Regions from separate parts of the Mus musculus genome. Here region 1 is linked to region 2. A link is a contact called in public HiChIP or PLAC-seq data. All regions are on one chromosome and are shown on one strand. The core of a region is the stretch at or near the end of the contact, and the rest is flanking DNA. Distances in the headings are between cores, read along the strand shown.

Evidence for each region. HiChIP or PLAC-seq counts read pairs in DNA pulled down with a chosen protein or histone mark.
Region 1: an SMC1A HiChIP or PLAC-seq map of large pre-B cells shows a contact between it and region 2, with 4 times the contacts expected there. The contact joins two enhancer-like sites. A contact is called at or near these places in 1 of 15 datasets of contacts at CTCF or cohesin (large pre-B cells), 4 of 484 Hi-C or Micro-C datasets (cortical neurons, embryonic retina and nephron progenitors) and 2 of 115 datasets of contacts at active chromatin or transcription factors (embryonic stem cells and large pre-B cells).

Annotation. Positions count from the first base shown.
Region 1 is chr13:45,475,394-45,479,261 of GRCm38.p6, reverse strand. No RefSeq gene overlaps it. Among named protein-coding and RNA genes, the nearest start is that of Gmpr, 30 kb to the left of the region's middle. Within about 2 kb of position 1,816, at least 17 of the 459 cell types and tissues checked have an H3K27ac peak or open chromatin away from gene starts, as enhancers often do.
Region 2 is chr13:45,298,880-45,302,618 of GRCm38.p6, reverse strand. No RefSeq gene overlaps it. Among named protein-coding and RNA genes, the nearest start is that of Gm34466, 33 kb to the right of the region's middle. Within about 2 kb of position 1,283, at least 7 of the 459 cell types and tissues checked have an H3K27ac peak or open chromatin away from gene starts, as enhancers often do.

The sequences.
Region 1 (3,868 bases), core at 567-3,066, 180 kb before region 2:
CTATCAGATGAAAAGTCCCGATTGGTGGCTCAGAGACCAATCGTGAGTGAAGGTGCCTTGGAACATCCATCTGACTCACAGCCTGGCTCTGGGAACAAGAGAACAGAGCACAGGGCCTGGCCAACATGTATGGGCTGTCCAGGGGAGAAACCAAGGTGTATGAGTGTTAGGGACCATGGAAAAAGTCATTTCCAATAAGGAAGCCAAGCAGAAATGAAGGATCTAAGGTAATGAAGTTCTCGAGTTCAAGCAGGGTTAGCACTATTTCGTCACATAGCTACAAGAGATTGGTGGTGTCTGCCAGCTGTAACCCAGGAAGGAGCGATCTTTAACTATCTAATCCGAAGCCATCTGACTGTTACTCTGTGAATCACAGCAGTGAGATCATGTGTTCTTGTGGAATGTATTCACACCTTCTGGTCTAAGAACAGGGAGATTATTTGACACATTTAAATAAAATGTTTCCAACTTAAAAAAAAAAAAAGGCCCAGGTTGATTATAGCTTCTGCAGGCTTTTAGGATATTAGTGAACTTGTACAGTCTTGTTACTTTTCCTAGGCACTGTTCTATGGCTGTGAAGAGACACCATTGGTGTCTACCTTGGTAGGCAGCTCCTATAAAATAAGACATTTAATTGGAGGCTGACTTATAGTTTCAGAGGTTTACTCCATCCTCAGGACAGAGAGCATGGCGGCAGGCAGGCAGGCAGGCAGGCAGGCATGGTGCTGGAGAAGTTGAGAGCTACACCTGCTCCTTAGGCAGAGAGAGAAAGTGGGGAGGAAGGAGGGGAGGAGGAGGGAAGAGACAGAGAGAGAAAGACAAAGAGACACATGCCGACAGAGACAGACAGACAGACAGCAGACTAACTGACTCACTGGGCTTGGCACAGGCTTTGGAAACTTCAAAATCTACCCCTCAGTGACACACCTCCTCCAACAAGGCCATGCCTCCTAATCCTTCTCAAGTAGTGCCACTCCCTGATGACTAAGCATTCAAACAAGTGAGCCTACAGGGACCATGCTTATTCAAATTATCGTATTTCTTATACTATAAGAACTGAAACGCTCAATGAAATCTCAACATGAAGCCCTAAGTTTGATCCCCAGTACTGTAGTAAACCAACAAATAATCAGGACAACTGCAAAGTCAGTAGAAAGAAAAAGCAGGGACTAGAGATACACACACACACATACATACACACACACATACAAACACACACACACATACACATACACACATACACACACACACACACACACACACACACACACACACACACACGGGCATAAACACCACACACAGGCACACAGAGGAAAAATCTCGTATTTCTCAAGGAACTTACAAGGAAATACATCATTCCTGATGGCTGGTTTCTTGTCACCAAATTGAAGAAGTGACTTACCAGAGGGGCTTGCTCTTGGCCACTATGTAATAAAGCTATAAATCATTAAGCAATCAGGTTCTGTCAGTGATAACTGAGAAACTGCTGCTAGAACTCACATTTTTCTGGGCAGGCTGGCAAGAATCGGCAAGGATGCTATTTATCCTTAGCATGCAACAGAAACGACTCCATTTTACACAGCCTCTCAGTATTTCTCACCTTTCCCTCATCTTGGATGCTGGAAGCGTCTTTTAATTAACTTACACCTTCATATGTCATGTCTTGTGTCAACATCAGGAGTTCTGGAAGAAACTGAAAGTGAGAGTCAAGAAAATGCTAAGCCAATGTCTCATCTCAACAATTTAGGTCTTTTGTGCTGGAAAATGATGCTGGGAGTAATGTGCCATTGCTTCCAGTAGAGGGCGCTCAGACACTGGCTTTCAAATTTACAGTTCTTCAGCTAGCTTGAGTAGGAATTGTCTTTATCCATGGCTGTGTCCTTGTAGAACTCCGATTTTCTCATGGCTCTAGTGGAATGCTCTGCCCATACCAACACACACTACACCCTTTAAGGAAAACTAGCTGCTGGTGGCAATTGGGCTGACAACAGAGTTTAATTAATTAAGGGGAGATCGAAGGAGTTACTGACCAGAGGTGGGCAAGACACTAAAGGATCAGAAAGTGACTCAGAAGAGTTGGGAAACTCTGCTATGGTCCCATAACTTATGTAGAAAGCACTCAGAAACACTGCGTGAGTTGCCCAGACAGAAGAGATGAGCTTTGGCCAACAACAGAACAAACTTTACAGCTGGCACACGCCAGGGGACCTCAGACTCTACAGACAGCAAAGACACAGGGTTCAGAACACCCATGTCATTTACTATAGTATTATCTAACATAAGACATATGTACATATATGTCTATATGTATATCATGTATTGTCAACATGTATTGTGTATATGTATTCATGTATTGACTAGCATATATACCATGTAGTGTCTATATGTATATTACATATTGTCTAGCATGTATATCATGTGTTGTCTATATGTATATATTACACACACACACATATATATCATGTATTACCTATATATCACATATTGTCTATATGTGTATCATATATTGTTGTATGTATATCACATATTGTCTAGATGTACATCATGTATTGTCTAGCATGCATATCATGTGTTGCCTAAATTATGTCATGTTTTACCTATGCATATATCATGAATTATTTATATATATATCATATATTGTCTGAGTATATATAACATATTGTCTAGTATGTATATAATGTATTTATATGTATAGAAAGTATTGTCTAGTATGTATAACATGTATGACCCTGTCCCTAGAGAGACAGAAGAACCCGGGTGACTAGATATCTGATCATGATAGAGAGGAAGAGGACACTCTTATGTTCCACTGTTGTGACAACTTTTCCCACTGTTGTCCCTGCCCTGCCCTTGCTTGGGCTTCTGAATGCCCTGAGGCCAAGCCTGAGCCGGAGGCAGAAGTTTATTTCTGCACTGGGCACTGACCCTAAGGCCTCATGAGCATCGGGCCAGTGTTCCATCCTTGGTCTCTACTTCCAGCTGGAGTTCCCGCCTCGGTTTCCTTGACTAAAACTCTGGGCTGCTCTTCCCAGAGACCACAGTTGGGGTTACCATCTACCTTCCAAACTTGTCTCAGCTTGGCACAGAGCAGGGCCACTTCCCTGTGTCCTTCTCTAAGCCTAAGAGGTCTCTTCGCATAAAATCCAGCATTCTATGTTTGAAGTAAATCCAAGGATAGTTTGTCCAACTTTCTATTAAAGAATAGAATTAAATTGAACAGATAGATGGTCATCGACTTTTAGCATGAACAGACGTAGATGGTCAGACTTGCACCTTCTTTAAGACGCTCTGAACATCCACACGCATACATTTTCATTTCCCTGTATAAATGTCCAAGATCAGCGTTACTAGGCCACATAACAGTTGCATGCTTGCTTTTGTAAGCAGTGGCTGAGATTTTCCAGAGTACAGCCATCTCCGGAGCATGCCTGCACCATCTTCCATTTTCCTCTCAGTGCATCCTGACTGATCAGATGTCTCTGCATCCTTAGCATCTCTTGTTCCTACAGAGTCTCCAGTCAGACAGGCCTTGAACTCCTCATCTTTCTGTCTCTGTCTCCCATACACTGGAAGTACGGGTATTACACGTGGTTTTGTTAAGCCCGACCTACTTTGTTTTTGGATAAGCTCCATTTTGTGCGAGACCAAGAATTCCAGAAAATCACAGAGTCCTCCAGAGCGAGCATCCTACGGCAACCCACTGCCCTTAGCAACAGCCAGTCAGGTCACAAAAGCAGGGTCAAGGTACAAACAGATAACCTAAGACATCCTGCAGAGAATAGATAACCTGACCATCCTGTTTGGTTCCTACAGATTATGCCAGAAGTGCAGTTTTTAAAATATTAACTTGCTGACCTGTATGGAAAAT
Region 2 (3,739 bases), core at 34-2,533:
CATTAAAATTGCACACATCCTAGTAGTGTCGACAGGACCCAGATTCTAAAGTACAACAATCTTGTCTTCCCATTGCTGGTGTCATTAGCCCTCATCACTGTCAAATTTCTTCTTTTTCCACATGTGTGTGTGTGTGGGGGGGCATGTGTGCCATTTAGTGTGTACAGAGAGGTCCAAGCTTAACACAGTCTTTCTCCATTGCTCTTTACTCATTCATTAGGGCAGACCCTCTTAATTGAACCCAGACCTTGCCGATTTGGCTAGTCTAGCTAGCCTGTCTTTGTCTTTCCAACCTGTGTTGGCTCCCATGCCCACATGACATTGATGTGGCACTGAAGTCTCATCATCATTCTTACAAAGCAAGCTCTTTATCAACTGAGCAGCCATCTCCCCAATACCCCCCTTTTCCTTCCTATCTAAGCTACTCTGCCCCATTAGCACACATGTTAGCTTTTTCCTGGGTTGAAGGAAATAATATCAGCATACTCAACATAGGCACCAACAATAGAACAGAATTCCACCAAAGCTAGGGTCCTAGTTTGCTTTCTGTTGTGATAAATGTGATAACCAAAAGCAACATGGGGCAGGGTGTGGGGGATGACTCGATTTCATCAGACATCATGCAACCCATCAACAAGGGAGGCCAGGGCAGGAACCCAAGCAGGAACCTAGAGGCAGGAACTGGAGCAAGGGCCATGGAGGAATACTGCTTACCTTCATGGCTTGCTCGGTTTGTTTTACTCCACACTCTGGGACCACCTGGCCAGGATGACACTGCTCACACTGGGTTGGGCTGGCCCACATCAATTATTAATCAATCAAGAAAATGCTTCCACAGCCTGGCCTAAGGGCCACTGGCAGTGTCTTTTTCCCAGGTGATTTTAGCTTGTTTGTCAAGTTGACAGAAAGCTAAGCAGCACAGCCAACTGGTGAGCCAATTAGTTCAGGGAGTCGTTCACAGAGTATGGGTGGGAGGTTATTTATAGGAACACAGACAATTTACAGAGAGTTGCACTTCTGAAAATAAAGGTTTCTTCCACCCTAGAGACTGTTAACTATTTACACGTCCTTGGAGACTGTCCCAATGATGAGCATTAATGGGCCCAGGCTTCTGATATAATCACAGCTGCTGAGTGTTCAGAGAGAGCAAAAACCCACTCATTCCTGGATCATCACGGTGCTCCACGGTCCGTGGGATGGCAGCCATTGCCCTAAGCTGCAGCATTTCTTCCCAACCATGGGGAGGAGCACGATCTGGATCCGTCACGCCTGAGGAGTCAAACAAGCCTCCGAGAAGCAGGGCTTCCTGTCAAATGGTCTGACAGGAAGAGTTTGTCTCTTTGGAGTTCAGAGAGAAGAGTTATCCAAGTAGAGAAGGACCAAGTTCTTCATTCAATTCCATTCTAATGGTAATACTACATACTTTTAAGAGCAGAGACCATCATTAGCAGGGTTCAGTTTACTGTGTGAGGGTCTCACTAGAGTCAAATCCACGGGAAAACAGACAAGGACACATCTCCTGGTTATCCTGTTTCATTGTTCATACCATTTGCCCACTCGGCATCAGGAGACTGAAGGAAAGCAAGCTGTACGAATGATCTTTTTTTTTCCTTCTTAGCAATGCTGGTCTTATTTTCAGCAGCTTCTGGTGATGCTTCAAGAAGAACAACTTGTCCGGTGTACTGAGCTTTCTAGTACAGAGCCAAACAATTTGTTTCTGTCTTCCAAGTTCACTTTCGAGATGAGCGATACAAAGGTCACCTCCAGCTGAGCAAAGACAGATGCCAAAGTCCTGTTGGCCACTTCCCAGTCCTTTCCTGATGCCAGCCGTCAGCCAAGGGTGTCACGGTGTCTTCCACCAACTGAATCCACCAAGAAGGGACTTGGGACACAGTCCAGAGAACAAAGTGTTTGCCATTGCGTGCATCAGGACCAGAGTCCGATCACTACAGTGGATGTGGTGTGTGCAACAGTAATCCTAGCACTGTAGCGAAAAAGACACATAGATGTGTATGTGAGGCTCTCTAGTCAGCTGGCCTAGACTGATTCGAAAGCCCTGGAGCTATTGAGACACCATATCTCAAAAACAAAACAAAAAACCAAAAAACAAAAACAAGTTCTATAGAGCCTGAAGGATGACACATGAGGTTAACCTATGACTCCCCCCCCACATACTTAGGCACATGTACACACATGTACAACTCCCTTCCATTAAGCACACACACACACACACACACACACACACACACACAATCAGTAATGTACATTCAAAAGCTTTTGGGTGGTAGATATATGGATTCCAGTGGGATCAGAATGAAATGGTCACTTTTACCCAGCAGAACTCTGTATCTCAGGACCAACTTCTAGACCCAGTAAATTCAGGTGCACATTCAGAAAACACTGCAAGGGCTTCCTATCACCCAGATCATCAATTCCTTCAGAATCCAGCCCTTGACTCCTGTCCATGTTTCTGGTCCCATCCTGCACACTCCGTCATATTTTCCCTGACATCCACCCTCCAGAGGAAGCATTTAATCCTCTCTCCTGGGTTCTGCGACTTGGAACAGAGTGTTTAGCCTCTATCTATCTATCTATCTATCTATCTATCTATCTATTTATTTATTTATAAATAAAAGGAAGCCTTCTATGATTCCAGTAACCCAAAGCAACTCCCACAGTACCTGGCTTTGCTCCTTTGTAACACGTTGATGTAATTTTTTCTGTGTCGACAGGAACCCCTGTCCTTGCCCACCATCTCTCTCTCTCTCTACACTGTACCCTTAACCTAGCAAACCACAGCAACAAGAAATAGGTGTGGAATGCGTGGAGAGATGCATGAGAAACACCCTTGCTACCTCTCCTCGCCCACTCTGTAATGGCATCCCTAAGCACTCTGCAGACGGCGTGGGCCAGATTTGGGAGAACGATATCTAACTAGCACTATCTAAATTCAGTTCCAATCTTTACTATTCAGTGGAAATGGATAGGAGGAATGTTGAAATGGGAGTTCACTTGTGAAATTAGTGGTGCCTGGAATAAATAGATCCTCTTCTCTCCCATGAACACTGGGCTGCGGTTAGCATGAGCCCCACCACTTCTCATCTGAAATTCAGGAGCAAGAGAACATTAGGCAAAGTTTCATTTCATCATTATTTTTGCTATAGCAACAGCCCAGAAATCTTAAGGGAAAAACATTTCAAATAAAATAACATGAAAAGGCACCATGTATGTGTTTTTTTTTTAAAAAAAGAAATGACAAAAAAATTAATAAAGATGAAAAATGGCCCACTACACTAAGTCCTTGGAGAATGGCCCTTATCATTCATTATTACTGCTGTGCTGTTCACACACATACTTTTTAGAGCTGACTAAAATATTTAACCAGAGTCCTTCACATTCCCTCCCCCTTATATTCTGCTAAAAACAGCTCTTGTCAACTGAAAACTGGATTAAAACAAAGCATCCAACAATGAGTTGTGTGTGTCCTGAACACTGTAGTCATTTGTCATTTATAAAAATCAACACAAAATCAATACAAAAAAATTCAAGATTTTTAAAGTGCCCAAACTAGGTCATTCCATCTATGCAGAAGAAGTAGATTTTGATGTGGAAAAAGAAAAAGAAAAAAGAGATAAGTTTTTATTTATAGGAAAATACAAAGCTTTCTAAGAAAACAGGCCAAAACCTAATGGGAGGGATACACGGTGATTTATATGGGCTTTTATTATGACACACACAT